Linked DNA regions of Mus musculus: region 1 is linked to region 2. Evidence: chromatin contacts called from public ChIA-PET data. All regions are on one chromosome and are shown on one strand. Each heading gives the region's core, a stretch centred on a gene start, on an enhancer-like site or on the middle of the called end of the contact. The rest is flanking DNA. Distances are from core to core; before and after follow the strand shown.

Region 1 (3,228 bases), core at 334-2,833, 220 kb before region 2:
TTCTTCACACATTTATAAAATACCAATAAAAATCAACCAACTGCACATCAGCGCCAAGGGGGACTAATACTGAGTTTAGATAATTTTCACACCATTGCCTTTTACTTTAGCCTCGTAAAGGGATTAACGCCCCCGGCTCTCTCTGCGCAGGTTCAGATCAAGGAGGAATTTTCTCAGGCCACAGAGTAGGCTATGGAAGTGGCTCCCGTGGCTTCCTTCTCTGGATGAAAAGCTACAGGACACAGGAGCCAATGAGCCATCAATTCAGCAAGCCCCACAAGTAGCCAATTAGGAAGCTAATTAGAGACAACTAATTATTATTCCATTTAGATAAAGAGAATCTGGATAATTCCTTTCCCAAAGCGTGAAGGCTGTCATCTCAAAACTATAACAAACAGATTTGGGCAAATGGATATCAGCAGGTTTTTGGGTTCTCTCCACCTCCCCCAGTTTCTTTGAAACATATGCAGGAGTAGTTTCAAGTTTTCAGCGTTAGTGGTAGTCAGCCAGGAGGGCTTACAAACCCTTAGTAATCTTGGGGCTGTTATCACCATTACCTTTGGGATAAAAGAGGAGACTCTTTGAACGTAATAGGATCAAATCCTGCATCACTCAATAACAGGATAAATATGTGTGTATACATTTATTTATTTATGAAACCGTGATTTTGTCTCATTTCAAATTTGCTCTTTATTTCGGCAGTTTATATTAACTTACATAGAATTTGCTCCCATAGAGAAAAGCAAACAGTGGTCTGTAGTCATTCTCCATTACTTAAATCGCCTGTCACCAGCATCTATTGGTGTCACTGACCGCTGAGGGGACATTCAGCCAAGCTGTGGGACAATGCCCTCTAATGATTAGACAGGCTTTGGGGAGAAAGGGTATATTCCTGAGTAATTGGCCCAAGTGGGATTTTAATTAAAATAAATGAGGGTGGTCAACTAACCCTTGCTAGGTAGCATAGGCTAGACTGAGAAGTGAGTTTATTCATCCCCAGACAGAAATGTTTCAATCAGGCAATTATGCAAATGGATACTATTAATATTACTCGTTTCTTTCTTCCTTTGTTCCTAATGAAGGTCAATTGTATCCTGTTTGGCATGGTCAGCTCCTGAGCTGTGAGCCTTCATTAGGCTTCAGTGATGTTTCCCCTGAGACTCCAAAGACCGGTGGGAACTCCGAACGCAAAGAAAACTGAGGCCAGAGGGTGACAAGCCTTGTCACAGTATGCCTCCAGAGGTGCCAATCAAGTGAAGGGCTAATTACGGCTGGGCATGAACTGCCTGCAACTCCCCTGGACAGACAAGGCATGGTGTGCTCACATTAGCCGTTGGTCTCTCTTCTGTTCCACTCTGCACAGCTTTGTCTGAACATGGGTTTCTGCTATAACAAATGTGAAATGCACAAATCAAAGAAAGGGAACTTGAAGGCCTCACTATTTCCTGTGAAGCAAATGGCCGAGGTTTGGGAAAGCCATCCCCTTGCATTAAATTGAGGTGCCTTTCCAGGAACAGACCCCAGAGAGACAGGAAGATGATGACAGAACACCAGTGCATTATGGGAAGCACCGTGTATAGCAGCATGGTGACATTTCCTTAGCCACATCCTGTCCCGACTTTCCTGTCTTGCTCTCTACCTGTCAGAGCATCAGGCTTTTTGCTAAATGGACATGAATGCTCTCGTGATTTGTTTGTTTGGGGGTCAGGGTGTCATGAAGGCCAGGGATTATACATCTTGGAAATACTAACGTGGCCAGTCAGCACTGGGAACCTCACCTCCGAACAGGTCTGGGTCTGTAGGAGAGGGCTGGTAGCAATCGATGTCTGAGGCTGACTGAGAACCAGAGGACGATTGTCATGGGAGAGTGTTGAGGAACGAGGGCATGGGACAGTTTCTGAGCCTGAGTCCTACCCTGTTGTATTTATTCCAACTTCTTCAACTACAGGGTTCTAGCAACTCCGTGCGCACAGACCACTGAGTGGGCTTTCCTAATATGCAGACTATTAGACCGAAGCCCCGGGTTCTACACCTCTCACGCCAGGGGAGGGCTAGCACACATATTTGCACAATTATTAATTATAGTGAATTGTTGTTTTAAGAGCTTTGGTGTTGGCTGAGGGGCCATCTCCGAAGAAGCCTTACCAATCGCCCATCTGCTGCCTTAGTATGTTCTAGAGCTGCCACCTAGTGTCTGACCCCCGGTAGTTATAGCTGTCTATCGCTCAATTTTCACATCTATAAAATAGAGGAAGAAAAATACTTCCTTTATAGAGCTGTGTGGATTAAAAGAAAAGATATATAGAGGTTAATTTTATGGTCTGCAGCAATAAGGCAACAGTGCTAGGTAGCCAAACAGTCACTGAACGTGTATGAAAAGTGAGCGAGTCACCTTGGGTGAATGAACAAAGTCACAAGAGGTTTGTCTACAGGCAATCTCCCCCTCCCCCAAGCAGAGGCATGTGTCCTTCAGGCTAAGAGGTGACATGTGTAATTTAAGGTACCCACCAGCTTGGAACAAGATAGTGACAGTAAACAGATTGGCTTTCTCTTCTGATCTTTGTCATTTAAAATACACATGAATATGGAGCAACCAGCTGTGAAGAAAGAGGGCATATTTAAGACAGGTAGAAAGTAGGGGACACAGCTAGTGCTCAGCTATCAGCAGTGAGGAGGGTGTGGAGGGTGGAAAGAGATCCCTGCTGGGGACCAGGAAGGGGCTCAGCAACTCCGGAGGTAAGGTGGAACCCCAAGTGCTCTGCTCTCTGCATATCCTTTGAATTTACTTTATTTTTTTAATTTAAAAATGTTATGTGCATCTGTGTCAGTGCATGCATGTGTGTACGTGCACTGGTCTGTAGGTGCCTGTGGAGGTCAGAAGATGGTGTTAGATCCCCTGGAGCTGGACTTACCAGCTCTCAGTGAGCCACCGAGGCACCCAGCATGGATGCTGGCAATGCACTGGGACCTGCTGAAGAGCAGGAAGTGCGGCATCTTTTCAGCCTCTATAAGCGAGTATTTTCCAGTGATTGTCTGGAGGCTTAACATGTATGTTTAGAAAGAATCCCAACACACCCTTAAACACCACCACAGGACTCATTTTCCTATGAATATGCATCAACCTCATCCTGTGTCCATAGCTCAGCTTAGCATCCCTTATCTAGACATTGTACAGTTATTACATAGCCATCACTGTATAAACACTGTAGTTATTACATAGCCATCACT
Region 2 (3,465 bases), core at 358-2,857:
AGCTCCGTCTAATGTTTGACTGTGGGTCTCTGCATATGTTTCAGTCAGCTGTTGATACAGCCTCTCAGAAGACGTTTATGCTAGGCTCCTGTCTGCAAGTATTGCAAAATATCATTAAATTAGTGTCAGGGATTGGTTCTTGCCCATGGAATAGGTCTCAAGTTGGACCAGTCATTGGTTGACCATTCCCTCAGTCTCTGCTCCATCTTTGTCACTGCACTCCTTATAGGCAAGACAAATTTTGGGTCAAAGGCTTTGTGGGTGGATTGGTGTCCTCATTCTTCCTCTAGAAGTCTTGCCTGGCTACAGCCCAGGTTCCATATCTCCCACTGCTAGGAGTTTCAGCTACAGGCACCCTCATAAACTCCCTGGAGTCTTCCCCATGCTAGATTTCTGGCACATCTTAGAGATGCCCTTCCCACTCTGGCCCTCCAAGCCACCAATTTCTGTTCACTCTTCCAGCCCTCTCTCAACCCAATCCCTGCCCCAATCTTTCTCCCAGCCATCTCTCTCCCTCCATCTACTCTAATGGCAATTTTATTTCCCCTTCTGAGTGAGATTCAAGCACCCTTCCATGGTCCCTCTTGTTATTTAGCATTTGGGTGTCTGTGGATTGTAGCATGGGTATCCTGCAATTTATGCTTAATAACCATTTATAAGTGGATACATATCACGCATGTCCTTTGGGGTCCGGGTTACTTCCCACTATAACTCTTCTTAAAAGACCCATGTGGCTTTCCCTTTTTTTCAAGATGAAAATGAAAAATGAGTGATTTCAATGCAATTGTCTTTCTGTCCTTTGGGGAAGGGTTTTGTAGTATGTGTGCGTGTGTGTGTGTGTGTGTGTGTGTGTGTGTGTGTGTGTGTGTGTGTGTGTGTGTGTTTTACAACCTCTTACTTTGTAGCCTATGCTGGTCTGGGACTCACTTTGCTGGCTTTTAGACTCACATCAATTCTCTTCATGTATGTAGTTCCCAAGGAGGCTAGAGGAGGTCTTAAGAGCCCTGGAACTGGAGTTACAGATCTTGAGAGCCCACATGAGAGTCCTGGAAACTGAACTCAGGTCCTCTGTAAGAGCAGCGAACACTCTTAGCTGCTGAGTCATTCTCTCCAGCCCCAGGAGCAATTGTTTACTAAGCAAGGAAACCAACAGATACTTAAACAACACATCTACCACTTGAGTGACAAAATCCATGTGATTATACAATAGAAAACTCTATAGTATTTGGATTCCTTTTGGAAATCATTAATAACAATTGTATGTCTTTAGGGGAAATTTTTGCTTTTGCCTCTTTTTAAGCTTTTGTCAGAGAAGTACAGACATGCACAACAGTGTGGGTATTACTGTAATGAACACTGCATGCTCATCACCTGCCTCAATAATGGTTAATTGTATTTTTTGTTTGTTACCCCCACCATGGTGGTTTGGATGTGAAATATCCACCATGGGCTTGTGTTTGGATACTGGGTTCCTAGCTGGGGTTGGAAGGTGTGAAGCTGGTGGGAGGAAGTAAGTTACAAGAAGCCAGTCTTGAGGTCTGACAGCATGGTCCCACTTCCTGTCTGCCCTCTGCTTGCTAACTGTTGATGCATTGACCAGCCACTTCCTGTTGCTACTATCATGCCTTACTTGCCACAATGGAGTATATCTTGTTAATTATATGCATTTTGCATGCACATATGTGTATGTGCACGAGAGCAGTGCCCACAAAGATTAGACCTAGGTATCAGGTCCCCTGGAGGTGGGGCTCTCAGTGGCTATGAACTGCCATGTGAGTGTTGAACTCTGGGAGAGCCACAGGTGTTCTTACCACAAAGCTGCCTCTCCAGCCCCAAGTAAAGTTGTTCTGGAGCCAAGAGTTGGAAGTCACGTATCGGCTTCTGTTCAAAGTCTTTTAATTTAAAATCAGGCATATGTCCATTGGAAAAGCTGAAAGCTGTCGAATCTATAACCAAATGGTCACATTTCTAGAAAGGGAAAAACTGTAGCTATGAACTACAGGAAGGGGTCTGAGAGGAGAGAGCATCTACCAGCTTCATGGCACTAAGTATTTAAGCAAATGCTGTGATAAATAGTCTGAAGACAAGGGCGGGGGGAGGGGATTGAAATGATTTATGATTTCAATTTATGAATGAAATGAATATGAAATGGCAATAAGTAGGGAGGTGGGAGGTTTGAAAGAGCATATTGGTAAAAGGAGAGAATTTTAGCTTAGGTAGCTTACAGCTCTGTGTGGTACCTCTCTCTGTCTCTCTGCCTCTCTCTCTTTCTCTCTCTGTCTCTTTCTTTCTCTCTCCATTTCAATCTCCATCTATCTATATTATCTCTATATACATATATGCCATAATCTATATCTATATGATAATTTATATCTCTGTATATCACTATCATTTATACTACATCTCCATCTCTGTCGATATAGATGATATAAACAGACAGATGCAGTCTTTGGTGAACTTGAGGAGATATACAGAGTTGGGAATGAAGCTGGAAAATGAACCCAGGAAGCCACATCAGAGACCAGGTAGAAAAGTCCTGGCTGTCATTCCCGAAAAGGTTGGTCTTTCTCCAGTTGCCTATGTCCAATACTTGAAGCCTTTGGCGAACTCTATTGAGTTCTATTGAACTCTATTTCTAACTGAGAAGGGGATCGTGACCTTAATTTTGCATACCACCAGTTCATCTTTTGCATTGTCAACACAAACTGAAGCAAGCCAGTGGTATGTAGATATTTAGCCTCAATCTGTGTTCATGCATACATGTTTGTGTGTGAAGATGGTGCATATGTCAGGTGTGTATTGTTAAAAAAATATGCATGTGGAGGCCAGACATTGATACTAGGTACCTTATTGTTTGTTGTTTTATTTTTTGAGACAGGATCTCTCATTGACTGACCTGGGGCTCATCACTGTGGCTAGGCTGACTGGTCAGCAACTCCAGGGAGTGCCTGTTTGTATTCCCGATGCTCTGGAGTTAGAGATGCATGAAGCTGTGACAGGTAGGGATGTGGATTCTGGGTCCAAACTTAGTTCTGCCCACTTGCACAGCAAGCACATCACCCAGTGAGCCTGTCTTCACTGCTGGGTATTCGTTTTTACATCACTAAAATAAACTGTTCTTGATACAATAGTTTCACCTCAGTTACCCCAGAGAGAATCAGAGGGACATCAGAGGCTTCCAATGTAGGTAGCAAAGTCCTTGGTGGGTGTGGGGGAGCCACTTGAAAAAGAGGATTGATGAAGATGTAAGACCTCTAATCAGACTTAGCCCCAATGCCTTATCTTGACCTGACATTAAAGGCCGATTAAGATTTTCACGAACTTGAACTTGAATCTTTGCAGTAAATTACCAGCGAGCATAATTGGAGTCACATCCTCTGAAGGTCTGTGGGGAATTCCCGTCACATTTGATGAGAATCGTGTAGAAAGATCCTGGGAAGAGCGTGGCCCTTGAGCTTCCTCTTG

Evidence for each region. ChIA-PET counts read pairs in DNA pulled down with a chosen protein or histone mark.
Region 1: a contact with region 2 is called in an RNA polymerase II ChIA-PET map of memory CD8 T cells, with 143 read pairs. The contact joins two enhancer-like sites. A contact is called at or near these places in 5 of 39 promoter capture datasets (embryonic stem cells, frontonasal cranial neural crest, hematopoietic stem and progenitor cells and 2 more), 1 of 15 datasets of contacts at CTCF or cohesin (the NIH/3T3 cell line), 1 of 115 datasets of contacts at active chromatin or transcription factors (memory CD8 T cells) and 2 of 9 other capture datasets (adipose tissue and liver).

Annotation. Positions count from the first base shown.
Region 1 is chr6:142,778,491-142,781,718 of GRCm38.p6, reverse strand. No RefSeq gene overlaps it. Among named protein-coding and RNA genes, the nearest start is that of Gm46981, 3.6 kb to the left of the region's middle. Within about 2 kb of position 1,583, at least 69 of the 459 cell types and tissues checked have an H3K27ac peak or open chromatin away from gene starts, as enhancers often do. A contact at or near this core is called in memory CD8 T cells, where this site is marked.
Region 2 is chr6:142,559,458-142,562,922 of GRCm38.p6, reverse strand. No RefSeq gene overlaps it. Among named protein-coding and RNA genes, the nearest start is that of Kcnj8, 10 kb to the left of the region's middle. Within about 2 kb of position 1,607, at least 23 of the 459 cell types and tissues checked have an H3K27ac peak or open chromatin away from gene starts, as enhancers often do. A contact at or near this core is called in memory CD8 T cells, where this site is marked.